Regions from separate parts of the Mus musculus genome. Here all the other regions are linked to region 5. The links are chromatin contacts, called in public Hi-C, HiChIP or PLAC-seq, Micro-C and promoter capture Hi-C maps. All regions are on one chromosome and are shown on one strand. The core of a region is the stretch at or near the end of the contact, and the rest is flanking DNA. Distances in the headings are between cores, read along the strand shown.

Region 1 (3,490 bases), core at 76-2,575, 340 kb after region 5:
AGGAGACACATTTGCTGTATATTTTAAATACACTTGGCCACTAGAGTGGTAAGACACGTAAGTGTAAGTCTGTGTAACATGACTACATCAGGTGAGGATTTCACACTCTTCCTGTCTTCTGAGAAACAGATAATAAATTATATAGAGAGTCTACAGTTTATTACAAATTTACCCTTTATTGTAAAACATGTTATTAAACAATTATATACAGTTGTGGGTTAGGGGAGACTCTCTAAAATCAAGTTACATTGTTCAGGAAGTCAGGTGTACTAAATACATTTTCAACTTAAAATAGGCTTATTGGGGGAGGAGGCAGACATAGCTAGCTTAGCAATTACTGCTCCTAGAGAAGACCCAAATTCAGTTCCCAACACTGAAATGGTGGCTGGCTCACAGTGGCCTATAATTCCAGCTCCACCTCCAGGAGAGCTGACATTTCTATCGACCTCTGAAGGCACTGGACATGCACATGGCGTGCTTGCATACATATACATTAAACACTCATTCACAGAAAATAAAAGTAAGTAACTCTTAAAAGAAAAAATGGTTAAACTAGAAAAGGACTCCACTGGATGTCATGGGCCACACACAGTCTGCTTCAGAGGGAAATGTTACAAAAATGTGAATTTTCCCCAACCCCATTTTTTGCTCCTTTCTGAACAATTCAGTAGAACAATTCAATTTGGTCCCCTCTGATAGGACCAAATAAAGTAAAATTCCATGTGGCATTGAAGATATGGACGAGGTGGGATCCTGGCACAGCTGTAATAGCCAGGGCAAGCCACAAGGACTCCAACCCAAGTAGATGAAGATGCAGTCCTGGGTGGAGGGCATGCCGGGTTGGGTATGTGAAACGACAGCAGGAACAGCCAGACAGACTATACACACTGGGAACTGGCTGAATAGTGAATGTCATGGAGGCAGGTAGCAGAACTCACAGTGCTGGAGAACGTGGTCATAACTATGAACTGTAAAACAAAAGCCCTCAAATGAGCCCCTGGATCCACTACATCCAGGGATTACACTAGATCCAGGGATCTGGATTACAGTATGCCTGTATAAATTCAGGTTTCAACATGGGTAGATGGTAAGAGAGGCAGAGGATATAAACATGCAGACACACACAGGCATGCCTGTGTGTGCAGAGGGATGGGGACAGAGGTAGACCAGATGCAAAGAAGACACAAAGGCCCAGATCCTAACTCCTACAAAACTGCGCTAAAGGAACCGGAAGGCCCTCAAGTGACAGGTTCCCTTGGGGGCAGAGGGAAGCCTGCAGAGCAGTCACTACTGGGCAGTGAGGAAGCTGTTCTCAGAGAATGAGGAAGGAAAGAAGGGGCTTGAGCCTTACAGTAAGGAGTTACAGTACCACATGACAACCCACTGGCTCAGAGAGAATCTGCCTGTCCACACTGACAGGCAGACAGACAGGAGAAGACTAGATATTTTCTTACACTAGAATGTCAGCGGATGAAAGTAGAAGAGATGAAGGAATTAGAAAGTAATCAGTAATACAGACAACATAAACGTGTGCTGAAACCAGTGGGAGGAACTTCGATGGGAAATCATCTAAGTCAAAAGGGTTAACTTCACTGAGGAAAAGGATGACAGCCATCACCCTGATCAAATCTTCCCATGCAAGAATGTCCATATTGTGACAAACTGAAATGGGCATTAGTCAAGACTGAACAAATTATATAAATATTAGGACTTAAGTAAGAATGCTTACCATCTTCATGAGGAAACATCAGACAAAACAAAATGACAGGCATTATAAAATGACTGCCAAGAGAAGACTGAGGAACTGCCTCAGACTGAGAGGAGGAGGAAAGAGGACAGCTACCGAGTGGTACGGGATGGAATCCTTTTGGTATGAAGGACACGGAAACAGATGGAGACTCTTGAGACTTGACGTGATGGATGGATTGGGTGTTGCTGAGGTGTGAATGGGAACTGACTGATTTCCAGGGCTGCACCGCAGTTATCTAGGCAAACGCTTGTGTTTGCAGACGCTTTACTGATGCCCCTGGTACAGCTGGGAGGGCCCTTCTAATTTACTTTCAATGGCAACAGGGGGAGAGCACTTGTTACTATTTCTGCAACGCTCCCATAAATTTGGAAATATTTCATAGGAAAAGAAATATAAAATGCTCAAGAAACGAAGGCAAGAAATACATACCGAATCTCAACCCCAATCTCCCCAAACAACACAGCCATCGACAGCTAGTCTGCTCACTGCAAGCCATCAACAGCTAGTCTGTTCACTGCAGGCCATCGACAGCTAGTCTGTTTACTGCAGGCAACACACCCGTCAACAGCTAGTCTGCTCACTGAAGGCAACTTCAGCCAGTGGCATCACTGAGCAGGGCGACATATTTCACAAGATCAGCTTCCTCCCAGAGATAATTCACTCAGTAACTAACTTATTGAGAATGAGTTTTCAATGCCAGCTTTATCACTAAACTGTAATATTTAAGTCACTGGGGATGTGGAGACTAGATCAGCAGGATTGGTTTGGTTTGGTTTGGTTTGGTTTGGTTTGGTTTGGTTTGGTTTGGTTTGGTTTTTCAAGACAGGGTTTCTCTGTGTAGCCCTGGCTGTCCTGGAACTCACTCTATAGACCAGGCTGGCCTTGAACTCAGAAATCTGCCTGCCTCTGCCTCCCAAGTGCTGGGATCAAAGGTGTGCGCCACCACTGCCCGATTAGCAGGATTTGTAGGACACAGAAGAGACAAGAGTTTCTGAACCTGGCCTGTACGTTCTCTCTGTCAGTGGAAGAAAATGTACGGTTGCAGATAGCTTAACTCTAGCTTTAGGGCTATTGTTTGGCAGTTTATATAAAGGAGGCACCATTCTATTTCAATTTTCAAGCAAAACGTTAAATGTTGCTCACACACAAATGGCTGGAATTCACGTATCCAACCCAGAGAAACATTCTTTGTCCTTTATAACTAAGCAAATGAATTAAAATATAGCCAAAAGAAATCTATTCAGGCGTTCGGGAGATGGCTCAGTGTTTAAGAGGACGTACTGTTCTTGCTGAACTGGAGATTGCTTCCCAGCTCCAACGCTGGGCAGCGTACAAGCACCTGTGACTCCAGCACAGAGGGCCCAATGTCTCTGGCCTGTGTGGGTACCTACACGGATGTAGTGTAAATACCTAACACACATGCACACACAAATTCATAATTACATTTTTAAATCTTTTAAACAGTCTCTCCGTTGTCCCAGTCACTGGGCTGTGGCATTGTGGAGGCTGCTTGGGGTCAGGCCATCAGCATTGACAGTCATACGATGAAGGGAGTCCCCCGTGGCTCCATTCTCAGTCCGTGCACAGACAGACAATAGTTGATAGCAATACTATCAAATATAAAGTTATTTCTAAGCTTCATTATGTAAAGATGTGACTAGTATTAAGACAGAAGAAAAGGAAGAGGCCCCGTGGGAGGAATGTCCTGAATTCCTCATTCCTCATGAGCCAAAGCCAAGA
Region 2 (3,641 bases), core at 592-3,091, 370 kb after region 5:
AGAACTGAGACAACCCACGGTCATCAAAGCTCGGGAAGGGTTTCTAACACTGCAGTGGGACCATCAGAGCTGTATATAATAAAGGCTACTTAGGGAAGAACTAATGTGACGAGCTGGCGGAGGCAGAATGACCAACTACAGTGAGTTGGCTGTTATAATAGTCCAGGCGCAGAGAGATGGCTAAGAAAACGAGGTGGAGAGTGACTGGGGAAAGCGCTCAGCCTCACCAGAGACATTTGTCACAAGGAAGTCACTCAACCTCGCGCAGAGACATATTTGCCTTTCTCAGTTTCAACTTGGCCAGCACTGGAAAGTGCATTAGGGTCTGTGTACATGTGCACATTGGACCCAGGCTGTTTGTGGATTCAGCAGGTGGCTATTTTAGGAGTAGCCATGTTTGTATACACACACAAACATGTACATATGCCACACACAGAGACACAACAAAAGTATGCACACTCACACACTGCATGTACTGAGAGCTCTGACTCAACAACAGCCGTGGGAAAGAAGGGGTGGGGAGGGAGGGGCGGGGAGGGAGCACAATGGAAGGAATCCGAATGGAACACACACACAGAGCAGATGATGACAATTTACTCGATATAACTTTTAAGCAAAGAAATAAAGTATGCCATGGCAAGATTAAAGAGATGTGGTGAGCAAGACACAGCAGACAGCAGCAGAGTCCACAGGCCATCAGGAGACCGGCTGCTGCAGGAATCCAGCCCTCTAGAGGTGGCTGACTGCATTACGGAATGGAGATGGAAAAGAAGCTAGGGAGACCAGAGTTGTTTCAAAGAAGGACTCTGAAGGACCCAGTGGCTGCATGAATAGAAGGGAGGGAGGGAGGGAGCCTCCGGGTGGGAGGGAGGGAAAGAGAGAAAGTCAGCCAAACCTCACTAGAGACATGAGCCTGGGATCAACAACTATATAGTAAATGAAAATGTGGAAAATTGAACAAAAAAATAAGTCTGGAAGCCGAAAAACTCCCTTTACAGTATAATAATAATTTGCAAACAAGTGTCTATAAGAAATTGAGCAAAACAGACTGAATTCTGGGTAAGGAGCCTCACAACTGCTGACAACCAAGTAGTACCCCTCCTGGGGTCCCCACCATAGACCACCAAGCATCTGCTAAGTCATGACTACATGCCAGGGCACTGCTACACACCAGCAATAAGCTATACCAGAGCAGACACTTGCCCTGGCTTCATACACAGGACAGTCAGACAAGAAAGAGATGAGACAGCAGGCAAACAGACATCACAGTAAGGTGCTGAGGGAAACGCCATGCATCATGGGAGCACAAGAACTGTCCTAGGGAAATAGGTCTAAGTGACAAGGACAAATTTTAGCATGAGAAAATGTTTTAGAAGCCGGGCAGTGGTGGCACACACCTTTAATCCCAGCACTTGGGAGGCAGAGGCAGGCAGATTTCTGAGTTCCAGGCCAGCCTGGTCTACAGAGTGAGTTCCAGGACAGCCAGGGCTACACAGAGAAACCCTATCTTAAAAAAAAGAAGAAGAAGAAGAAGAAGAAGTTTTAGTAATGGTTTAGAAAGAAGAAACCAGACCTTGATAGGAGTGCACGCCACTGATTAGTGAAGACAGGTGCTACTGCCTTGATTTGAAACAACAAAGTACATTAACATTTTAGAAATGGAAAACAACCAAAGCCCACAGTGAAGGAGTGGACACTGGCAGGTTCTATCGTTACTGGTTCAAAGAGAGAGGGGATGACGTGAGACAGCCTGGGCTAAGAGAGGGGTGGGCACTGGTACTATTGGACAAAGGGTCACTGTGGCAGAGGGGAGGAACCTACTCAATTGGGGCCAGGAGGGTGCACCAGTCTCTGAAGCACCTGACCAAAGTCCAGCTGGCCAGGAAGGAGCTATGTGGGGAGACTGGGAGGCTGGGGGGTGAGGGGCTAAAAGGACTGGAGGTGACCTCCTAGCGCCCGGTCAAAAGCTCAGAAGCACCTGTAACTCCAAGCTCTGCAGACTCTAATGCCCCCCCCCCCACACACACACACACACAAACAAATGAAAGTTTTTAAGAAAATCCGGATACAATGGGCTAAGGAGAACAAAAGTCTGGCAGAGCCTGAGGACAGCGTAAGCGATCCCCTGCAGGTTTCCAGCAATGCTGGGCGCACCGTCTTTGAGTGGCAAGTGAACTTTGCACAGCCCAGACTCACCAACCTGGACAGAATAAGAAATCAGATAGGCAAGAAGAAAAATAAAAGACAATAAAACAAAGCTGACGGCTTATCCCACATATGGGGAAGTGTCCTTTCTATGGTTGCAGTAGGCTGGTTACACTATGCGTGAGGAGGGCTACCTGCTGGATCCACAGACAGCCTGGGTCCCATGTGCACATGTGCACGGACACTAATGCGCTTTCAAGTGTTGGCCAAGTTGAAACTGAGTAAAACGGCAAGTGTCTCTGCTAAGCGTCTGCAGGTCTTGGACACCCTCTGCCTGGGCTCTGATGAAGCCCAGATGCTGAACCGTTAAAGAGGGAGGGGGAGACCTCTTCTCAGACACTGAGCTCAGTATGGACACCCTCCTGCCCCCAGTGTGGCCACAGCTTCAGACGTGCCTTTCCTCTCTCGAAACCGTGAGAAGCACTGTGCAGTAAGGACAGCAATGTAAGCGAAGACACGTGAGTCCTGAAATGGGCATTACTGCTTTTTAAGGAGCATTCAAAGCAATAAGGAAGGTTCTTTTAAATTAAGGTTCTTGGGTTTAAAGTAAGAAGTCACAACTATAAACACTCAAGCAGAAAGTAGACTAAGAGTCTTGGTGCTGCTACTTTCAGAAGGACAGGAGGGCCTGCTGGAGTGGCCGCCTCTGGAGTGTGGTGTCCATTTTACAGCAGGGCAGAGCAGAGAGGAGGAACAGAACTCAAGTGGACTGCATTCATTCCTGGAAAAATGTGGCCAGGCAGAAAAAGCACTAGAGCCTGAGACCATACAAGTGAGACAGCGGGCTGGGGAGAACCCTTGGCCAGGGAAATGCCCGCCGGACAAGCATGCTGTCTTGTTCGGTAAAAGCCAGGTAGAGCTGTTATGTGTCTGTAACTGGTTTGGGGTGCTGAGGTAGGTGGATCACTCCAGCCTCACCAGGCCAATGAACTCTGGGTTCAGTGAGAGACTGGGTCCCCGACGATGACGTCAATAATGTAGAGAACAGTAAAGTAAGACACTTGTCACTGACCCCTAGCTTCCATACCTACATATGCACATGGGTATACACAGACACACAAAGACGTGCAAGGCGCACACAGGAGCATATACCTTAGAGGCAGAAAGAGTACATCTAAAATCTCCTATAACCAGGGAGAAGCCAGCAGACATGAGGGAGGAGGAGCCATGAGGGAGAAGCCAGCAGACATGAGGGAGGAGGAGCGGGCAGCAGTGGTGTGGCTAACCATCATCACTGGACGGAGTAAGGGGCCCGGCTTGTGGGGAAGCTTGAATGGCACTGACTTTTCAGAGCTAAGAATGTCTTCATTCCAAATCTAATCTAAAAGAGACTAAGGATTTTAAACAAACAAAAGGCTCAGCTCTGAGTCTGGGGAGGACAAACCTCAGGCTGATGGTGTTTACCTCTGAAGAGTCTAAAGCATCTCTCCGAAGCA
Region 3 (3,637 bases), core at 281-2,780, 480 kb after region 5:
CTAGATAGTTGGTTTACCAGCAATCTTATTTTGTTCCTGATTGCCTAAACTTTCAAGATTACCACAACTAATATGTCCTGGAACTAACTCATCCTGTAAGCCAGGCTGGACTCACTCTCAAGAGATCTGCCTGCTTCTGCCTCCCAAGTCCTAGGATTGAAGGTGTGCATCACCGCTGCCCTTTCTAAGGAAAACTGGGGTAGCTCGTTCCTCCTCCTTCAGTTTCTGCAGCTTCAGCTAAGCAACGTGGGGTGCTTTGCCTTGTATGGAAAAGGCTGAGGTGTGATTTGAACTGTATGCCCCCCTTCCCCATTCACTGAAGGCCTCGGTTCTATCTTGAAGGCAGACACAACTTCTAGAAGGATAATCAACTTAGGCAGATCTCTGTGAGTTCAAGGCCAGCCTGGTCTATAGAATACCAGGACAAACAGAGCTGTTACACAGACTAAACAAACGAAAAAAATCCAAGGGTTTCCCACCCCTCTTCTAAGTATGTCAGACTCAGGGTTGCGCTGTGAGGGCTTCACAGTCTGGGTTGGCCCACAAAAGCTGGGGCAGAGGGCAGTTGGGGCACACCTGGTTCCAGGCAGGCATGTTCTCCATCCAGTGACTGTTTCAGGGGATTACAAAACCCTACTTACCACCCTGCCCCATCCAGTTCCTCCCAGCCAAATCCTGCTCCACCTTGTGAGGTAGATCAGTACTGGGGGCTGGAGAGTGAAATATCACTACTAACTGAGCTGAGTGGGTGGTGTCGCCCTCAGCAGCTGGGGGGATGGCAAGTGATGTAACACGTGTTGCAACATTAGTGAGTACCAGGATGGAGAATGAAGCCAGGCTAGCCTAGGATACCAGGTTGCCTGGCTCAAACTGGGTAACCAGCCGAGCTAAGCATGAATCTTGCCTCATCCTTAACCAAATGACAGGATGCAGAAGAGTCAAGTTCCCCTAAAGAGAAGCTAGTTGTAGTGGCACACCTGCAATCACAGCACCTGGGATGCCAAGGAAGGAGGATTAAGAGTTGGAAGCCAGCCTAGGCTACAAGGCGAGACCTTTTAAAAACTGGAAATAATTGTCTGGGACTCCGACCTGAACTAGCTAGCCGTCCGTCCAGCACAGGGCAGCACGCTTTGGCCAAAGTCCCTTCCTGAAAGTCGTCTTGCTGTGGGTGCCCTCAGGATGAAAGCCCTAGGGATGACTGACACTCACCCCATCGCCCAGACCCCTCGCGTGACAGGGCAGATCCTTTATTCTTGTTTTCGCTGCGGGCAGCTTCCGCCCGACGCTCACCCCGCAGGACCCCGGAGTAGGCGGCGATGAGGGTCTTCATGCTGAAGCCAATGCACGTCACGGCCGTGCAGAAAGCCGCCTCACGCCGCGCCCCTGACCCATGCCCCGGCCGCCGGGGCCAGGGCTTCGCGCTGAGCTCCGGGAGCTGAGGGACAGCGCCCAGGCCGTGGCGGCAGCAGGGCGAGAGCTGAGGTAGGTAGCCGCTGCCACCCTAGATGAGCAGAAAGCCAGCGAAGCGCGGCCACGGCGCCGAGCGCCGCTGCGCGCGCACTTTATAACCTCACAACGGGGCGGGTCGTGACGCTATAGGGCGGGGCAAAAGGGTCCGCCCCGGACTGTGCCATGTTCTTGTAGGGGGTGAGACTCCCGGCGATAAACTATGCACAGAGCCCAGGAAGGCAGCATGGCCTGAACTGTACGGTTCAGAGTCTATAGAATACGGGCAAGGGAGCCGGAGTCCCGGTGTATGAAACTACTCCTGGTTGCCCCAGCGACCGCCTTGTCATTCTCCCAAGCCTCTCTCTCAGACGTTAGTACGGTCCAGCAGCTGGAACGTGGGCAGGGAGTTTGAGCACGTGCGGGACGATCCGGACCGTGCGGGTGCCTGTGTCCCTTTTGGCTGTGCTTTCCTTGGGCAGGCCTAGCCTGCAGTGAGTAGTGTTGGAATTCGTTAGGTTACAGCTGGACCTGACAGTTACCCAAGTGCCGCAGCCTTTCCTTTTACCAGCAAAAAAATAGGAGTGATTGAGTCTTATCAGGAAGGAACCTAGAGCGATGGAGTCTACTACCTGTAATCCTACAATCCTAGCAGCTCGCTCTCTCTCTCCTCTCTCTCTCTCTCTCTCTCTCTCTCTCTCTCTCTCTCTCTCTCTCTCTCTCTCTCTCTCGCCTCTTCTCTCTCCTCTCTCCCCCTTCTCTCCCCTCTCTCCTCTCTCTCTCTCCTCTCTCTCTCTCTCTCTCTCTCTCTCTCTCTCTCTCTCTCTCTCTCTCGCCTCTTCTCTCTCTCTCCCTCCCTCTCCTGTATGTATGCAAGAGTTTGAAGCCAGCCCAGGCTACATAGTGACCCTGTCTCCAAACACCAAAGACAAAGGCAATACTACAAGCATAGTGAGTGATGGACTTCAAGCCCAGTTCCAGACCTCTCTTCCTCTCTTTTCCTCAACTTCAGGGTGTCTTTTGTTTGGCTTGGTTTGCCGGAGGGGGGCAGGGTGTGGGGTTGAGGGTTGTGTGAATGTTGATGTTTTGGTTTTTCTTTTCTTTTCTCTTTTTAGAAATTGGGTTTCTCCTTGTAGCCCTGGCTGTCCTGGCACTATGTAGACTAGGCTGGCCTGAATTTATAGAGATGCACCTTTGTCTGACTCTAGTGCTGAGTGAAAGGCATGTGCCACCACTCGCAGTTTGCAGCTTCAGTTTTCTTTCACATCTGTAAAAACGGGAACACCCGTGATTGTATTGTGAGAGGCTTTGAGAATTGAGGAACTGAGGTATATGGACTAAGCTCACTACAGGCACTGGGACTCATTCCCATTGCCCACAGAGGAAGAGGAGTTCCGCAGAATGAGGGTGTGAGCACAAGCCGAAGGGCAGCATCAGTCAGCATGTCTGGATTGGGGCAGGACCATAGAGACTGTAGTCCTGGCAACGTGGGAGATGGAGACTGCAGTGACATGGGATTAGAAAATCCTCCAGTGTCTCTCTTAAGACTTTGGGGTGGGACTGGGTTCTGGGAGAGCCTTAAAAGAAACGAAAGAGGTAAGATGAATTGTAGGATCCCTCTTGACAGAGTATGAGAAATAAACGTGAGGACAGGTTGCAGTGGGGAGCTGGGTGAGTGGGAGAATCTCAAGCAAAGGCAGTGGTTAAAGGTATGCCCTTCAGAAAAAAGATAGGACTGGGGTGTGGCTCACCTTTGGGTTGCATACTGTAAGGTCTAGGTCAATAGGGCCTTGGGGAAGAGCAGAAAAGAAAGGAGGTGAGTTCTACCTGAAGAGGGGAGAAAGTCCCAGGGCCTGTGACAAATGCCATTAGTGAAACCTAGAAACACTTGCATGATGAGTGGTGGGGCACAAATCTCACTGAGAAAATACTACCAAACCCAGAGAACTGAGTCAACCATAAATAGAAGGAAAAAGATCCTAGGGCATGATGATGCTCTGTGGTAGTCCTAGGTCATTTTATGGAACTAAGGGAAAGCTACTGGCATGCCATGCTCACGGGAGACTCGAGATGGATGTATGCTGTGCAACAACTGTGGGGGGAGAGAGGTATATATATATATATATATATATATATATATATATATATATATATATATATGGGGGGCAGAACAATACACAAACATACACAC
Region 4 (3,696 bases), core at 499-2,998, 390 kb before region 5:
TCAATGACAAATGGCTCTTGCTCTTACCCCCATGCCAACTTGTCCCATGCCAATATCACTGCTTAGAAAGTTTTGTCTTATGAAACAAAAATCTTTCCCCTTGCAGTTATTTTATTCTATCCACTGCACCTAATTCTACAATCTAGAGAAAGTGAATGAACTCCAAGCCCATCCAATATTTGAAGACCCCAAGAGAAAAAAAAATAAAAAGCTACATACTTCCAACTTAAAGAACATGATTTTAAGTCTCCCTGGCGGTCATGAGCCTCTGGTATTCTTGCCAAAACTGTCTAAAAACTAACAGGCAAAGTGCTTCCTTTGCCAATGTTTGGGTTGCCAAGTAATTACCCTATAAATGATCCCCTTTGCCCATTTTCTCCTTTACTGTATAAAAACTATTTATTTAAACTAGTGGTTCTGACACTCAGCCTAAATCATGGCCTCAAGGGCATGGGACTAACGTCCTGAAAAACTACAAGACTTTCTCATCTGGCCTGAAACTCGTCCTCCAAAAGAACTTAAGTACAGAACGTTAGCTAAGAGTTTTGCCTCACGGCCTAATAAAGTGGATCCATTCAAAAGAAGGCAGTAGCAACCAAAGACTATTCTCTGTTCCTTGCCAGAAACCAAAAAAGGACGTGTTCTCAAAAGCTAACCAAAGCGGATGGAAGAAGTGGCTGATTTCTTTCTTGCCTGGTTGGAATAATTATGTAGAAAACACAAACACACACACACACAAACACACACACCCCGAGAAAACCCTAATCTGGCTAGTAATGCTGGTCTCCAGGAGCAGCAAATCGTGAACTCTAAAAGTGCTTTCATAGAAATAAGTGTCCTCAGATGACCACTAGCCCCTAGAAAGTCTGATAAGCTAGATGCAGTGGGGAAGCAGGGAGAGGTAGTCTCTTGGGAGAGCAGCTGAGGAAAGTAGTGACTAGGTGCTCTGGCTACCACCTCTGGGACAAGAGGAACAGTGATCTCTAGAAGAAGGCAGCGGGTAGGGATGGCAATAGGAGTGAGAATGGGGGTGGAGGCTCCGGCATTGAGAAACGGTAACTGTCTCCTGGAAGTGAGTGGTCTACCGAGAACGGACAGATGAAGGGAAGGCCCCTGAAGAGTATTCCCGGATTGAGGGTGGATGAAGCCAGTGAGCGTCCCCTTCTCTGTGCCCGGCTGGCTGAGGCCGGGTAGCAGCATTCGGGCCCTCCCGGCAGAGACCTCCTCAGCCCCGAGCGACTTCAGGGCGGGCAGTGGCCGGCCTGGCAGCGGCCGCGCTCAGGTAAGAACTCCTATTCCCAGCGGCGCGCCTCACGCTCTCATCCGAGGTCCGGGCGCGGCTCGTACGTCCCTTTCGTCCCCAACCTGAAGGCCCCCAGAAGCCAGTCCAGGCACCACTGGCGGCCACGTCGGCTCCCCGGCTTCCCACGGCCGCGCACGCCTAGCTGCCGCTCGCGGGCCCGGCCTGGAGCCTACCCTCGCCGCCAGGTTCGCCCTCCGCGTTCTCCCACACGTCTCCCCTCGGCGCGCGCCCTCGCCTCAGGCTCCACTCACAGAACTCAGCGACGAACAAGGTCACCACATAGTTCTCCTCACACCAGTCCAATGTGGAGGTCGTGGGGCCCCAATAGCCTTTGCGGTCCACAGCCGGAGCCATCGCGCTGACGCCCCACACACCCTGCTCAGCCGCTCTCGGGCCGGCTCAGGCAAAGCGCGCTCTCCGGCTTCCTCCTCCCTTACCCAAAGGGCAGGGGCGGGGCTAGAGCCGTCACTGAACCTGCCCAGAGGCAGGCCCCGCCCACCGAGCCTCTGGCCCGTCCCGCTCCCTGCCCAGTCCCACCCACCGCTCCCGGGGCAGGCGCAAATGACCCATCCTGATCGTGCGGGGCTGATCTGTAGCTCTTGGACCCTGGGTGGGAATCCGGAGAAGTGGGAGAGGTTGTTATCAGCCAGAGGAGTTAGGGAAAGGGGCGGGGGGAACCCGGCCGACCCCGACGTGAGGGTGAAGTAAGTTGGGAGGCTTCCAGGACCCACTTTTCCGTCAGGATGGGACCAAGCCTCTATTAGTGTGAGGGCAGTCTGTTTTAATTGGGGCAAGAATGAGAAGAAACCTTTCTCTGTCAAGATTAAACTTGCACAATGAGACACCTCAGTGTCTAACTCAGACCACGGACCTCCAACGAGGGAGGAGACTAGTAACAACACCCCCAGGCAGCTCCAGAGATACCCAGGAAGTCATTCTGAGTGAAAGGGACAAGTCAGAATGTACAGAACAAAAACCAGGTATTAGGATCCTTTAAAAGTATACACTGAGGGGCTCCGCTGTTAGGACCGTTGACTGGACTTCCAGAGGTCCTGAGTTCAATTTCCAGCAACCATATGGTGTCTCACAACCATCTGTAATAAGAACCAATGCCCTCTTCTGGTGTGTCTGAAGGCAGCTACAGTGTACCCACATACAACAAATAAATAAATAAATAAATAAATAAGCAAACAAACAAACAAATCTTTTCTTAAAAAAAAAAAAAAACGTGTACACTGAGTAAAGTACTAAAAAGTCTGTGGCTTCCCTTTAGGCCATGCACAGCATTTTCTGCCTCTTTAGTGAGCTTTTCTCCCTTGTCACCTCCACACTGGGCTATTAAAGTCCGTGAGATGGCTCAACGGGTTTGGCTAAAGGCACTTACCATGCAAGCCTGGCAGGCTGAACCTGATCTCAAGAACCCATGTAAAATACAAGGAGAGAACCGACTTCATAAAGTTGCCCCCAGACCTCCGTACAGGCAACATAGCACACGTGTCTACACACACACACACACTGGGGGGGGGGCATAATAATAATAATAATAATAATAATAAGAAGAAGAAGAAGAAGAAGAAGAAGAAGAAGAAGTAAAAACTTAAAAAATAATGGATACATCCTGCTGCCTTTTGTGTTCAGCTCCATCAAACTTTCCCCCTGCTATGAAGATGCCGACTCTCCCACTTTTGTTTAAAATTTTGCTCCTTGAAGACCTCCCTGGCTTTCACACCTGAGAGCCTTTTGTCCTTCCTTCGTATCCCACACTCATGACACCATGAATAGAGACACTTCCCATACTTTGTGAGCCAGCCTGCAAGATTCTGCCTGGCCACACTGTGCAGAACAGGGATATACAATTGTTATTTTCTAAATGAGTCTGGTGAGCTGCAACCAAAGGGGAGGGGGCCAGAGATGTGCATCATTATTCACAATTGGATGTCATTCAAATAGGTTTAGCAGAGGTGAACCATTGAAAGTCAAGGTACATCTGTATTTGCTTTAAATATGTGATATATATATATATATCACATTAGTTAAGCTAGACAGTGGTGGCTCATGCCTTTAATCCCAGCACTCTCAAAAAGCAGAGGCAGGCAGATCTCTGAGTTCAAACCCAGCTGGGCCTATAGAGTGAACTCTAAGAAAGCCAGGACTATGTAGAGAAACAGTCTCAAAAAATGTTTTATTAATTTATTTTTTATTTTGTGTGTGTAAGTGCTTTGCTTGTATGTATCTGTGCATGTATTCCCCAAGGAGACCAGAGAGGGCATCAAATTCTCCAACTGGAGTTACAGTTAGTTGTGAGCTGCCAAATGGTGCTGGAAATTCAACTCAGGTTCTCCGGAAGAGCAGCCAGCTCTCTAACCACTAAGCTTGCTCTTCAGCTCCTATAT
Region 5 (3,635 bases), core at 146-2,645:
TACTCTCTGAGCATGCTCCCTGCAGAAGGTGGCTGGCAGGGGCCCGACTTCTGGGATTCTACACAGGCAGAGCCATTTCCTCATCAGCACTCTGCTGCAGCTAACTCCACATCTCAGAACTTGTCCTCTTTTCCCTCACCTATAAACTAGCGTTCTTAATTTCCTTTGAATGACCAGATGGACACTCAAATTTCCCCAAGTTCAGGCTGATCCTTCAAAATACTTGCTATAGCTTTGACAGACGTTTTTCTCGTGTTCAGGTTTCCTTTCAGAATGAATCTAATGGTTTCTTTCTCTAAATGTAATTTCTTCAGCCATCCTTCTCACTGTTAACTGCTTGTTCACACAAAGTCCGTGACCTTTTGGATATTTGCATCCGTTCTGTGGGTGACTGGACGACTACTTCATGGATCATCTCAGACATTTTCCCACCCTTCTTTAAACCTTTTGTGCCAGTCAAATACTCAAGCCCTCGACACCACTTCACCCCCATACGCTTCTTTCAAAAGTGGTGGGTCTTACTTGCAGACGTGTTCGATTTTACGCAAAATTTGATACTTTGTTCTAAATAGCGGCCACTCATTTTGAAACAAAACCATACAGGAACGTTATCAGGCCAGGACTGTGAGAAGCCTGAGGTAAAAATCTCTAGGGTGCTGCTGGCCTAATCATTGCACTATTCCTGCCTCTCTGGAAACCACCAAGGAAGTTACTGCTTTTCTGAGCTTTTACCCTAGCGTCTAGTCAAGGTGTGCGGCTAGCAATCTAGCACTAATTCGGTCACAGAGTAACCGGAAGGCAAAACGGGTTAAAAATTAAATCCTCTACAACTCATGTTTGCGTTCAACCCGCGAGTTGTTTCAAAGCAATCGCAAGGGTCATCCCGAATCTGTTGCCTTTAAGAGTCTACGGTGACTCACGCAATGGACGCATGAACCGTGACAACTTTTACACAAGCCGGGCAGACGCAGCCGTGAAGTAACGTTCTAGCTTGCCCTGGATCTGCAGGAACCCGCACACAGCAAACCTACCCGAATAACCCGGGGTTGCGCTCGCCAGTCCCGGGGAGACTACAGCGCATGCGCAATTCCTTCCTTGCGCGGGTTGGGTTGTGCGCATGTGCATTGAGACTACGCAGCTGGCCCGACCCTCTCGAGTGCGCATGCCCGCCCGCAGGGACGGTCGCCTGCGAAGAGGGCGGGGGCGGATAGCTGAGGGAAGAGAGGGCACCCTCCAGCGCCAGGGTGCATTGTGGGAAGGAGGCGGTAGCGTCCCGGGCGGGCTGGAGGTGCAGCAGCGGCGGCGGCGGCGGTAAATCCTCCCGGCCGCACACAGCACTGTGGAGCCGCGGCCCCAGCCCAGCCTCGGCCCGCGCGCCCCTCCTGCCCCTCGCGGCTTCGCGCGCCAGCCCCTCCTCCGCGCGCGGCCTTGCGGAGCCGGCCGGCCGGCCCAGCTCCCCTCCCCGGCCCCGCGGGGCGGCCGCGCTGCCCTGACGAGGCGGGGAGGGGAGGGCTGGACCGGCCGGCGGCCGGACGACCATGCCGAACTTCTGCGCTGCCCCCAACTGCACACGGAAGAGCACGCAGTCTGACCTGGCCTTCTTCAGGTTCCCGCGGGACCCGGCCAGGTGAGTGGGGCGCGGAAGCTTCAGGGACTTGCGCGCACGTGCGCTCGCGGGCACCCGGCCCAGTGGGTGCCACCCGGGGGCGCGAAGGCGGATGAAGTGGGCGCTTAGCGCCTTTGGTGGTCCGACGCGGTTCCTTAGCTGTCAAAGAAGTAACCCTTCTCCAGGGCTGTGTTCCCAGGGGCCCTGCCTTCCCCCGCGTCACTGGTCTCTTCTAGGACAGTGTTTCTGTTTGGAGGCGAGCCGCTTTCTTTGATCTTAAATCAGGTCACAACTGCCTCCTTCGGACTTGTCAACCCAGTGTTCAAATGCCGACCGTTACTCATTGTCTCCCTTGGTTGTTGGGACCACAGAGGACAAGTGTGAGGGCGTGGGAATATGGTATTGCAACTTCACTTTTCCTTGGGGTAGTTTATAATCTGGGACGTAGTCTGAGAATCATAGGGACTTAGTGTGATAGACTGCAGGTAGTTCTCAGAGCTCTCCTGTTGGCTCATTCGTTTAAAAATCAGTGCTTAACCATGTTTGAAGTACTCATGTCAGGTGCTGGAGACTCGAGTGAATTTTGTCACGGACGGCAGAAAGCACCTAATCCACAGAGAGAGAGAGCAGATCTATCAACGAGCGCTGAATATAGCATGATATTAATTGAGCAAATATTTATTGAAAGCCGACAGTTGGTAGAAATTGGTCAGAGTATGAGAGTGGGTAACATGAACCAATGAAAATCCCTCTTCTCAGAGGTTACATTCAAGTCTTGGGAAATTGGCAAGTAAAATATTTATAATACCGTGTCCAATAATGAAAAATATCCTGAAGAAAAATACAGCAGGGGTTGGAAGGGCTTTTAGCTAGGGAACAGGTGGAAAGATAGCTCAATGCTGAAGAGCACTTATACTCGCAGAAGGCCTGGGTTCTATACCCACATTAGGTGACTTCAGTTCCAGGGGATTACACAACCTCTTCTGGCCTTCCTGTGTACCAGGTATGCTCAAAGTGCAAAACGCTCGTGCATATACCAGAGCAGATTAAAGAAAAAAGCATAGCCAGGGAGCTGAGCAGTGGACATTGTCTGTTATCCCAGCGCTGAGGAGGCAGGGAGAATTGAGATTTGAAGCAGGCCTGGGTTAGAGTAAGTTCCAGGCCAGTTAGGGCTGTAGTGTGAGTCTTGTCTCATGAACCCGTTTAAAAAAAAAAGTATAAAAAACGGAGGCACAGTTTCTATTTTAAACATAACAGAAAAAAGTCTCACCATAATGAATCTGAACAACAACAAAAAAAAATTGAATTGGGGAAGGGGAGAGCTGTGCAATATGTTGGAAAAGCATCTGGAAACAGTAAGAGTGAAGTCAAGGCATGCTTGCTGATGAGGTTTATATGGGAGACGGAAATTGTTTAGGAAATTGTTGTCCATGGAAGATATTCTGGTGGTTATCCTGAGTGAAGTGGGAGAGTTTAGAGCTGCAAGAGTTCTTAACAGGATTTTTGGCTGCTTGTTAGTTGTAGGGAAGTAAAGATATGAGCAGGAAGACCAAGGGAAGACTGTTGCAATAATCCAGATCAGTAGAAGAGGATGAAGAGGGAAATTGATGCCTTTAGATAAGGTTTGAAGATGAAGCCAACAGGATTTACTAGTAATTTGGATGTCGTTTATAAGAGAAAAGAGTCAAGACTAACTTCTGAGATTATGTGTGGGTATGGGGTGTGTGTATGTGGAGGCCAGAGGGCATCCTGTGTCTTGCTCTATTCCTCCTTTAAGAAGGATCTGACTGAACCTGTAGCCAGATTCAGCCAACCCCAGCAATCCTCCGTCTCCACTCCCCAAAGTGTTAGAGTTACAGAAGTTTTTAACATAAAACAGTTACTGACATAAGAAAGATTGGAGTATTAGTCTGTTCGGAAGATATTATAGTTTGATTTATAGTGTGATACCTGGTAGGCTTGGACAGGCAGAGATGTCTTCAGCCAGAGGATGGAGTTTAGCACTAAAGAACCTGATTAGCATGCATGA
Region 6 (3,509 bases), core at 923-3,422, 390 kb after region 5:
AAAAAAAGAAAGAAAAATACACTGAATAAAACAGGCTACAGGACAGAGCACACATTATGAAACATCACAGAGCTCTTAGATCACGGAGAGAAGTGTGTGTCTCATTCTTCCTCTTTAATTGACTCAGCTGTGCTGGGATGATCACATGAAAAAAATAGACAAGAACTGTGTTTATTAATTATTAATAATTAATAATCTACCCCAAAGCTGCACTTCTATATCTTTATAAGTCACTTGCTGTGTCTGTGCTTCTGTTTCTCACAGCACTGAGGAAAGGCCCTGAGCATTGTGTGCGTGTGCGTGTCGGGAAGGGGAAGAGGATACAGCCACCAGGCTTCACCCATTCAGCTCCAAGCATGAGGACTCGGCCATCACACGTCAGGGTGCTGCATGCCCTGTGCCAGCACTATCAACAAATGCTTCAAATTCCCCCACTTCTTCTGATTTCCTCAGCTCAAAATGAAGAAATCAACTTCTGGGCCCACTCTCAACTTCTCTTCTCTGGTTGACTCAAACTCTTTCTTCCAGATTTACTTGAGACCAACATCACCTAACTATGAATGAAGAATTCTATTTGCTGATTGACAGCAGAGTTCACACGACACACTCATGGAGCATTTACCACTGTGCATTGACTATCTGGGGCCGTAAAATGAGCCTTAAGAAAGACAGTTCAAAGCAATGAAACCACAGAAATGACTTTTCCTAAACTCAATAGAATGAAAGTAGGTATCACCCACAGGAAGATGTCCAGAAAATCCACAAATATTTAAAAGTTACTAGCATACTATTATGCTCAAAGAATAAAAAAGATACATTTGAAAGTATTTGGAACTGAGTAAAAACACAAGGGGAAATGTATGGACTATGCCTAAAGCAATGCTTAAAAATTTTTTACTAAATGCTTATTCTGAAGATAGAAGTTAAGTTCTCAAATCAGGAATTCCATTCTCTCTAAGAACTAAAAAAAGAATAACCAGGAAAATCTACAGCAAGCAAAATAGTAACCATGCTAAGCTGAAAACAGATTCATGAGCCTGAAACGATAAAGACAGTCAATGCCCTCACACACTACCTTAAGGTTAGTAAACTGTTACATCACTAGTGACAGGTCAGGAGAGGAAGAAGATAGAAAACCCCAGGCACAGAACACAGCAGGCTCGCTGTAGACCTACCCACAGCCAAAGGATTGGTGATGAGGGTGGATATCTCTCTACCGATGTACATAACACCTCAGGTGAAACAGGCAACTTTCAAAGAAAATCCATCAGCACTCACTGAGGCGGCCCTGCATCGGAGACAGTAAGTCCCACTTCAAAACTCCCCGCAAAGAAGTCTCAGCACCCAGATGGTTCCATTGAGAAATTCTGTCAAATGTTTGCAGAACAGTAAAACATCTACAACAACTCCAAAACCAGAAGCAGACACGCGCAGCCCATGTGAGAACAGCCTGACCCGCACCAGACCAGAGGACACGGACACTGCTAAGACCCGCACCAGACCAGCGGACACGGACACTGCTAAGACCTGCACCAGACCAGCGGACATGGACACAGCTAAGACCCGCACCAGACCAGCAGACACAGACACTGCTAAGACCCGCAGCAGACCAGCAGACACAGACACTGCTAAGACCCGCACCAGACCAGCAGACACAGACACTGCTAAGACCCGCAGCAGACCAGCAGACACGTACACTGCTAAGAAAAGGGCAAGTACCTCTCAGGAATGAGGTATTGTTTCCTTTAACAAAATATTAACGAATCAAATCTGTCAGGATAGATTAAGAGCAAGAAGGAACTTCCTTAACCTGATAATAATATACTTAATAGCAGAGGGCTAAATAATCTGATATACTTAATAGTGAAAGGCTGAATAATCTGGTAATATTATACTTAATAGCCAAAGCTGAATGTTCCCCCTCAAGATAGGGCAGGAAAAGAAAGAAAAACAAGGATTTGCCCCTCATTAATTTTTATTGGACAATGTACTGAAGGGTAGTAGCAACTAAATAAGACCCCGCCCAAAAGATATAAGGTGGGTGTTAAATGTGCGATGATCCTCGCGTTGGCTCGGGTATTTGAACACTTGGTTCCCCGATGATGAGGCTGATAGGAGAGGCTGGGGAACCTTAACAAAATGGAGCCTGCTAAAGGAAGTGAGTCACTAGGGCTGGGTCTTGAGGTTTGGGGAGGGGGGCATTTCCTATTCGTCTCACTTTGGTTCCTGACTGCTCTGCAGTGTGTATCTGCAAATGAGCATGCAAGTGTATGCAGGCCAGAGGTCAACATTAGATGTCTTCCTCAGTCTTTTTCTACCTGATGTTCTGAGGCAGGGACTCTCACACGACCCAGAGCTCGCCTATTCAGCAGGGTGGCTGACCAGTCAACTCCAGGGATCCTCATCTTAGCATCCCAGGGCTGGCTTACAGATCGGCACTATAGGTGTGGCTTTTACATAGGTCTGCAGAGTTTATTCAGGCCCTCACAGCTATGCAGCAAGGACCTTACTGACTGAGCCACCTCTAAAACAGCATCGATTTAAATTGGCATAAAAAGATGGGAATATAGAGGTAGAAATCTAATATGTGAGACCTGTAGGCTAAAAACTTCAAAATCCTAGTGAATTTTCATAAATGAACAGATATATAATAAATATATATAATGCCTACAGAACAAAAGACTCAATAGTCCCCAAGCTTGCTTTGATTCAATACCTATTAAAATACCATTAAAAAATCTACAGAAGACAAAAAAAACTTACAATAGCCAAAATAATTTTGGTTTTTATTTTTATAACGTTAATGTTTTGACTGATAGTTTAGAACTAAAACCAAGGGGCCAGGGGACCTAAACCCAGGGCATAATATAAAACTACTGTAGTCAAGACAGACGCACACATCAATGAGTCAGAGTCGAGAAACAAGATTCACACAAATGATCTTCAACAACAACGTCAAAGAAAAGGTAAGAGAATGTGCGTGAGTCAGGGGAGAGCTGCTTGTGGGAAAGGGAACCAACAAAAGGGGTGTGGGGGATGAAAGGGCAACTGAGGAGGGGTGATAAAAACAGTGCGTGTGAATGTGCTGTAATGTGACCCACCACTGTGGATGACTTACAATGCAATTATAGGAAGGAAAACAATGCAAGACCCAAAGGTTCAATGAAGACATGGTAGCCTTTATAAAAGTACAGAGCCATTATCCATTCATCTGCAGAACAATGACCTTTATATTTATATAAATGTTAGCTCAAAATGAATACCTGCAAGCCAGGCACAGTGACGCACATATGTAACCTCAGCGCCTGGGAGCTGGAGGCGAGAGGGTCAGGAGTTCAAGGCAAGCCTCAACTACACAGAGCAAGCTCAAGACCACCCTAGTCTACATGAGACCTTGTTTCAATAAGCAAAGTCAAAAATAACAACACAGAGGCTGGACAGATGGCTGAGCAGCTAAGAGCAAGTGCTTCTCTTACAGAGGCCTCGAGGTCAGTTCCCAGTGCCCATGT
Region 7 (3,589 bases), core at 799-3,298, 430 kb after region 5:
AAATTTACATTAAAAAAAAAGACAAAAAGTCCATCGGTAGTGGCGCCCACCTTTGATCCCAGCACTGGCGAGGCTAAGGCAAGTGGCTCTCTGTGAGTTCTAAGCCAGACTAGTATACAGATAAGAGTTCCAGGGAAGCCAGGCTAAACAGAGAAACCTTGTCTTGTGGGGAAAGAAAAGTGAAGAGGGCAATAAATCTCTTTGTTAAATTATTTATTGTTATTTTACATGCATTGATGTTTTGCCTGCATGTGTGTCTGTGTGAGGGTTGTCAGATCTTAGAGTTAACAGTTGTGAGCTGCCCTGGAGGACTGGGAATTGAACCCACATCCTCCAGAAGAGCAGCCAGTGCTCTTAACTGCTGAGCCATTGTGGGTTAGAATGGTGTCCCGCGGCTGTTCCACCACAGGGCCACTCATGGAGGCGGGATTGGACACAGGAAGTCTGACTGCAAGCACCCCAGGCTGCCAGGCTGGCTTCGGGAAGCTGCAGGACCCCGCTCCAGGAGTTGGGAAGCATAGTCAGAGTTCCCCGCTGAACTGCTGGAGTTCGGCTTGGATTCTAGGGTACCACAGACACCGCAAGAGCTGGCTCTGGGGTCCCCAGCCTGCACAGAGACCAGGGACGGCAGGTTCTCACTCTTGGGCACCACAGGTGCCGCTGAATGCCTTGGAAGAGCTGAGAACAGAGTGGGTGCCTGAGGGCGGGCACTAGCCCTGGCCAGAGGGAAAAGGGCAGGAGAGCGCTCCAGCTGGTTCCCACAGAGGAGAGTCCTTAGTTTGCTTGGCTTAATGGGAAACAAGTCTGAGAGCACAAGGATATTAGATGTGCCGTCCAATAAGAAGAGGCAGTCCATGGTTTAAAGGTGTTTATTGTCATGGCTGAAAGGGGAGCTAAGAGGGTAGTAGAGGCTGAGAAAGTAGAGAAGAAGAGGCCGGCCATGGCCACGTGGAGAGAGGGGGGAAGGGAATGCAGGGAGGAAGGGAATGCAGAGAGAGGGGGAACAAGAGGGCAAGAGAGAAGCAAGAGGGAAACAGGAGTAAGAGAGGGAGGAGGGGGCCAGCAGCCCCTTTCATAGTGGGCCAGGCCTACCTGGCTGTTGCTAGGTAACTGTGGGCGTGGAGTCCAGACAGAATACCAGGAGCTTGGGGCGGTGCCCTACCTGACTAATGGCCACAGAATTAAGGAGCTGGGCCCTCATGTCAGGAGCCTGGTGTCTGGGAGCATGACAAACTTCCTTCCATACCTTGCAGAGTTATCTGCTGGGTCTCCGGGGTTTAACCCTAGCTCACCCAGAAAACAAGCTGCTTTTCAAGGTCCCAAAAGCCATCTCTCTCCAGCCCCCTTGCAATAAATCTTTAAATGGAGACATATGTAACAGCCATTCCCTGTAGAAGTGCAACACAGTGAAAGCTCAGGTTACAGTAACCCTGAACTTGAGGGATGCTCTATACACGCTAGTGAGCAACCACTGGCTGTGTCCCTTCCTGCAGAGTGTAGACATGTCCATCCGTGCACCTATGTGGCTTGTTGGAGAATAAAGCAATGGGTGTGAAGGCCCTGCAGAAACAGTGAGGAACTTTATGAAAATAAGCTGATAGACAGATGGGGGCGGGGCTGTTAGGGGCGGGGCTGTCAGGGAAGTACATGGCTGACTGAAGGAAAGAGACAGGCTAGAACTCAGCTATCTTCATATTGATGAGAAAAGAGAAGGAAAACAGACCTCAGACCCAAAACAGTCAATGACTAGAATTCCAGAACTGCAGACCAGAGAGGCCTCTGAAAGTCATCTAAGCCAGGGGACCCTGCACCACCAGCGAATGTGTTCCTCATGCAGACCCTAGGTCCTAGCACAGCAATGACCTACTCAAGTAGATCCCTTATTCTTTGTCACCGGGTACTTCAAATGCATGTTTTCGATGGAAGCAGAGATCTACAGCATCCAGACTTATTTTTTAATGAGAAAGCCCGAATCAAAGCAGGGAGTACTCACTTCACACTGTTAGTAAGAAGCAAAAGTGAAACTGGGCCTGATCTCCCAGATGGGTGCACCAAGCTTGCCCCTGAGACACCCGGCTTCAAAACCTGTGAGGCCTCTTGGCCTTTTGGGTCTCATGTATTCTACCCAGTTACAACAGCCAGCAGTGTCCATCCACTGTCTTCCGAGCATGGCAGGCATACACGGTTCCGCCTGTGTTATCAACTTCCGATTCTGAAAACTAAAGTTCAGGTCCTACTATCAAGCTCTAGACAACTCCTTAGGAAGATTCGAGGCACTGAGATGCATTTAGCATGGACATGCTGATCCCAGGCAGAGACTACCGTAAGCCAGAACTTGGTATTTCTAAGGCAGAACTTTGACTTCTCCTTACTCCGGCTGCATCCTTTCTTAGAAATTTAACCCATGCTCCTTTACGTAGCGAGGTCCTCTTGTTCCGCTCATTCTAAGCTTCATAAACAAGCACAGGGCCCCAAACCTCCAGCAATCACAAATCTTCTCCTTGCATACCATATCGTAATAAACCAGATCATTTTATTATCTCCTAACTACTTGTGATTTGCTAGCAACACCTCTGAATACCATTACTGCAAAAGGAACTCAAAAAGTTCCAAGAACTGGGATCATAAGTGTGCACCACCATGCCCAGCAACAGGAGGGGTTTTGGGTTGTTTGGTCTCTCTCTCCCTCTCTTCCTCCTTCCTTCTCTCTCTCTCTCTCTCTCTCTTCTTCTCTTCCTCCTTCCTCTTCTCTCTCTCTCTCTCTCTCTCCCTCTCTCTCTCCCTCTCTCTCTCTCTCTGCTGGAACTGAACCCACTGGCTTCATGCAAGCTAGGTAAGGGATTTACCACTGAGCCACACCATCCCTAGCCTTGACACTTTTAAAAGGCAAAGCCTGTGTTCTTTGTTTATAAATTGACTAAACCTGGATGGCAGCTGGATCCTGAACTGAAGGGAACCAGAGACCAGGTCTAGAACATTCCCAAAGGCCTGTGTGTTAATGGCTTGGTCCCTGGGATAGCACCACTGGGAAGTGTGACAAACTTCAGGAGCTCAGATTTAGCAGAGTCTTTAGGGCATGCACCCTTAAAGGGATGTTGGGGTTCCCCAGTCAGGAGGGACAGCTTTGAGCTGCTGTGCTCACAGAGTCCAGGCTGTTTCACCATAAGGGCAAGCAATGAGGTCATGGATTGAAGCCTCCTAACTCCAAATTTCCAAAAGCCCACCCTTTTCATAATTGATTCTTCTTTTCTTCTTTCTTCATTGTAACAGAAAGCTAATACCAGAGATGTTCTGAAAAGGACATGTGGTCAGCTAGCTAAATTGGAATGTGAGCCACGGAAAGTGAGCGGCAAAGGGCACACAATCAACTAACTAAATTGGAATATAAGCCGCAGAGAGCTTCTGCACAAACGGACAAGGCATGATTAGAGAGCAGGAGCTTCCTACCTGAATGGGGAGGAGGACTGGAGGCTGGAGGAGGACTGGAGGCTGGAGGAGGCAGAGAGGACTGTTTACTCAAGCCTGCCTGAGTTAACAGAATTACTGTGAATCCTGAGCAACAGACGCAGGACATCGTGAGCTGAGCATA

The links. Promoter capture Hi-C pulls out the DNA fragments that hold promoters and counts their contacts. A called contact is a pair of places that touch in the nucleus more often than the background predicts. HiChIP or PLAC-seq counts read pairs in DNA pulled down with a chosen protein or histone mark. Capture Hi-C pulls out chosen DNA fragments and counts their contacts.
Region 1: an H3K27ac HiChIP or PLAC-seq map of microglia shows a contact between it and region 5, with 4 times the contacts expected there. The contact joins the enhancer-like site here to the promoter of Thap12 in region 5. A contact is called at or near these places in 7 of 39 promoter capture datasets (the 3T3-L1 cell line, 3T3-L1-derived adipocytes, the C10 cell line and 4 more), 17 of 115 datasets of contacts at active chromatin or transcription factors (the SCID.adh cell line, bone marrow-derived dendritic cells, bone marrow-derived macrophages and 13 more) and 3 of 9 other capture datasets (adipose tissue, liver and pancreatic islet).
Region 2: a contact with region 5 is called in a Micro-C map of palatal mesenchyme, with 2.1 times the contacts expected there. The contact joins the enhancer-like site here to the promoter of Thap12 in region 5. A contact is called at or near these places in 13 of 39 promoter capture datasets (the 3T3-L1 cell line, 3T3-L1-derived adipocytes, the HPC-7 cell line and 8 more), 1 of 15 datasets of contacts at CTCF or cohesin (embryonic stem cells), 8 of 484 Hi-C or Micro-C datasets (bone marrow-derived DN2 thymocytes, cerebellum, cortical neurons and 4 more), 28 of 115 datasets of contacts at active chromatin or transcription factors (the 230-238 cell line, the NIH/3T3 cell line, the SCID.adh cell line and 21 more) and 4 of 9 other capture datasets (adipose tissue, embryonic stem cells, liver and 1 more).
Region 3: a contact with region 5 is called in a Hi-C map of CD8 T cells, with 7 times the contacts expected there. The contact joins the promoter of Dgat2 here to the promoter of Thap12 in region 5. A contact is called at or near these places in 2 of 39 promoter capture datasets (neural stem cells and pre-B cells), 2 of 484 Hi-C or Micro-C datasets (CD8 T cells and muscle stem cells), 6 of 115 datasets of contacts at active chromatin or transcription factors (the 230-238 cell line, embryonic hindbrain, embryonic stem cells and 2 more) and 1 of 9 other capture datasets (adipose tissue).
Region 4: a promoter capture Hi-C map of liver shows a contact between it and region 5. The contact joins the promoter of Acer3 here to the promoter of Thap12 in region 5. A contact is called at or near these places in 1 of 39 promoter capture datasets (stem cell-derived epiblast-like cells), 3 of 115 datasets of contacts at active chromatin or transcription factors (bone marrow-derived dendritic cells, large pre-B cells and memory CD8 T cells) and 2 of 9 other capture datasets (liver and pancreatic islet).
Region 6: a promoter capture Hi-C map of the HPC-7 cell line shows a contact between it and region 5, with 6 times the contacts expected there. The contact joins the enhancer-like site here to the promoter of Thap12 in region 5. A contact is called at or near these places in 10 of 39 promoter capture datasets (the 3T3-L1 cell line, the HPC-7 cell line, cranial neural crest and 6 more), 5 of 484 Hi-C or Micro-C datasets (bone marrow-derived DN2 thymocytes, cortical neurons, muscle stem cells and 1 more), 25 of 115 datasets of contacts at active chromatin or transcription factors (the 230-238 cell line, the NIH/3T3 cell line, the SCID.adh cell line and 19 more) and 1 of 9 other capture datasets (adipose tissue).
Region 7: a contact with region 5 is called in an H3K4me3 HiChIP or PLAC-seq map of the SCID.adh cell line, with 4 times the contacts expected there. The contact joins the enhancer-like site here to the promoter of Thap12 in region 5. A contact is called at or near these places in 6 of 39 promoter capture datasets (cranial neural crest, embryonic stem cells, hippocampal neurons and 3 more), 10 of 115 datasets of contacts at active chromatin or transcription factors (the 230-238 cell line, the SCID.adh cell line, astrocytes and 7 more) and 2 of 9 other capture datasets (adipose tissue and liver).

Annotation. Positions count from the first base shown.
Region 1 is chr7:99,042,231-99,045,720 of GRCm38.p6, forward strand. The region is part of intron 6 of Uvrag (UV radiation resistance associated gene); the gene reads right to left. Among named protein-coding and RNA genes, the nearest start is that of Uvrag, 97 kb to the right of the region's middle. Within about 2 kb of position 1,326, at least 60 of the 459 cell types and tissues checked have an H3K27ac peak or open chromatin away from gene starts, as enhancers often do. A contact at or near this core is called in the HPC-7 cell line, adipose tissue, bone marrow-derived macrophages and 1 more, where this site is marked.
Region 2 is chr7:99,073,425-99,077,065 of GRCm38.p6, forward strand. The region is part of intron 5 of Uvrag (UV radiation resistance associated gene); the gene reads right to left. Among named protein-coding and RNA genes, the nearest start is that of Uvrag, 66 kb to the right of the region's middle. Within about 2 kb of position 1,842, at least 18 of the 459 cell types and tissues checked have an H3K27ac peak or open chromatin away from gene starts, as enhancers often do. A contact at or near this core is called in liver, muscle stem cells, palatal mesenchyme and 1 more, where this site is marked.
Region 3 is chr7:99,181,183-99,184,819 of GRCm38.p6, forward strand. Dgat2 (diacylglycerol O-acyltransferase 2) reads right to left here and starts at 1,531. Exons shown (of 8, transcript NM_026384.3): 1 at 1,210-1,531. The coding sequence starts at 1,330.
Region 4 is chr7:98,307,794-98,311,489 of GRCm38.p6, forward strand. Acer3 (alkaline ceramidase 3) reads right to left here and starts at 1,749. Exons shown (of 11, transcript NM_025408.3): 1 at 1,555-1,749. The coding sequence starts at 1,657.
Region 5 is chr7:98,701,852-98,705,486 of GRCm38.p6, forward strand. Thap12 (THAP domain containing 12) reads left to right here and starts at 1,396. Exons shown (of 5, transcript NM_028410.2): 1 at 1,396-1,627. The coding sequence starts at 1,539. It overlaps Gm15506 (predicted gene 15506), which reads right to left and starts at 1,077. Exons shown (of 1, transcript NR_144495.1): 1 at 1-1,077. It also overlaps the pseudogene LOC108167485.
Region 6 is chr7:99,090,984-99,094,492 of GRCm38.p6, forward strand. The region is part of intron 4 of Uvrag (UV radiation resistance associated gene); the gene reads right to left. Among named protein-coding and RNA genes, the nearest start is that of Uvrag, 48 kb to the right of the region's middle. Within about 2 kb of position 2,173, at least 30 of the 459 cell types and tissues checked have an H3K27ac peak or open chromatin away from gene starts, as enhancers often do. A contact at or near this core is called in the HPC-7 cell line and memory CD8 T cells, where this site is marked.
Region 7 is chr7:99,127,128-99,130,716 of GRCm38.p6, forward strand. All of the region lies in intron 1 of Uvrag (UV radiation resistance associated gene), which reads right to left. Among named protein-coding and RNA genes, the nearest start is that of Uvrag, 12 kb to the right of the region's middle. Within about 2 kb of position 2,049, at least 66 of the 459 cell types and tissues checked have an H3K27ac peak or open chromatin away from gene starts, as enhancers often do. A contact at or near this core is called in the SCID.adh cell line, embryonic limb bud and memory CD8 T cells, where this site is marked.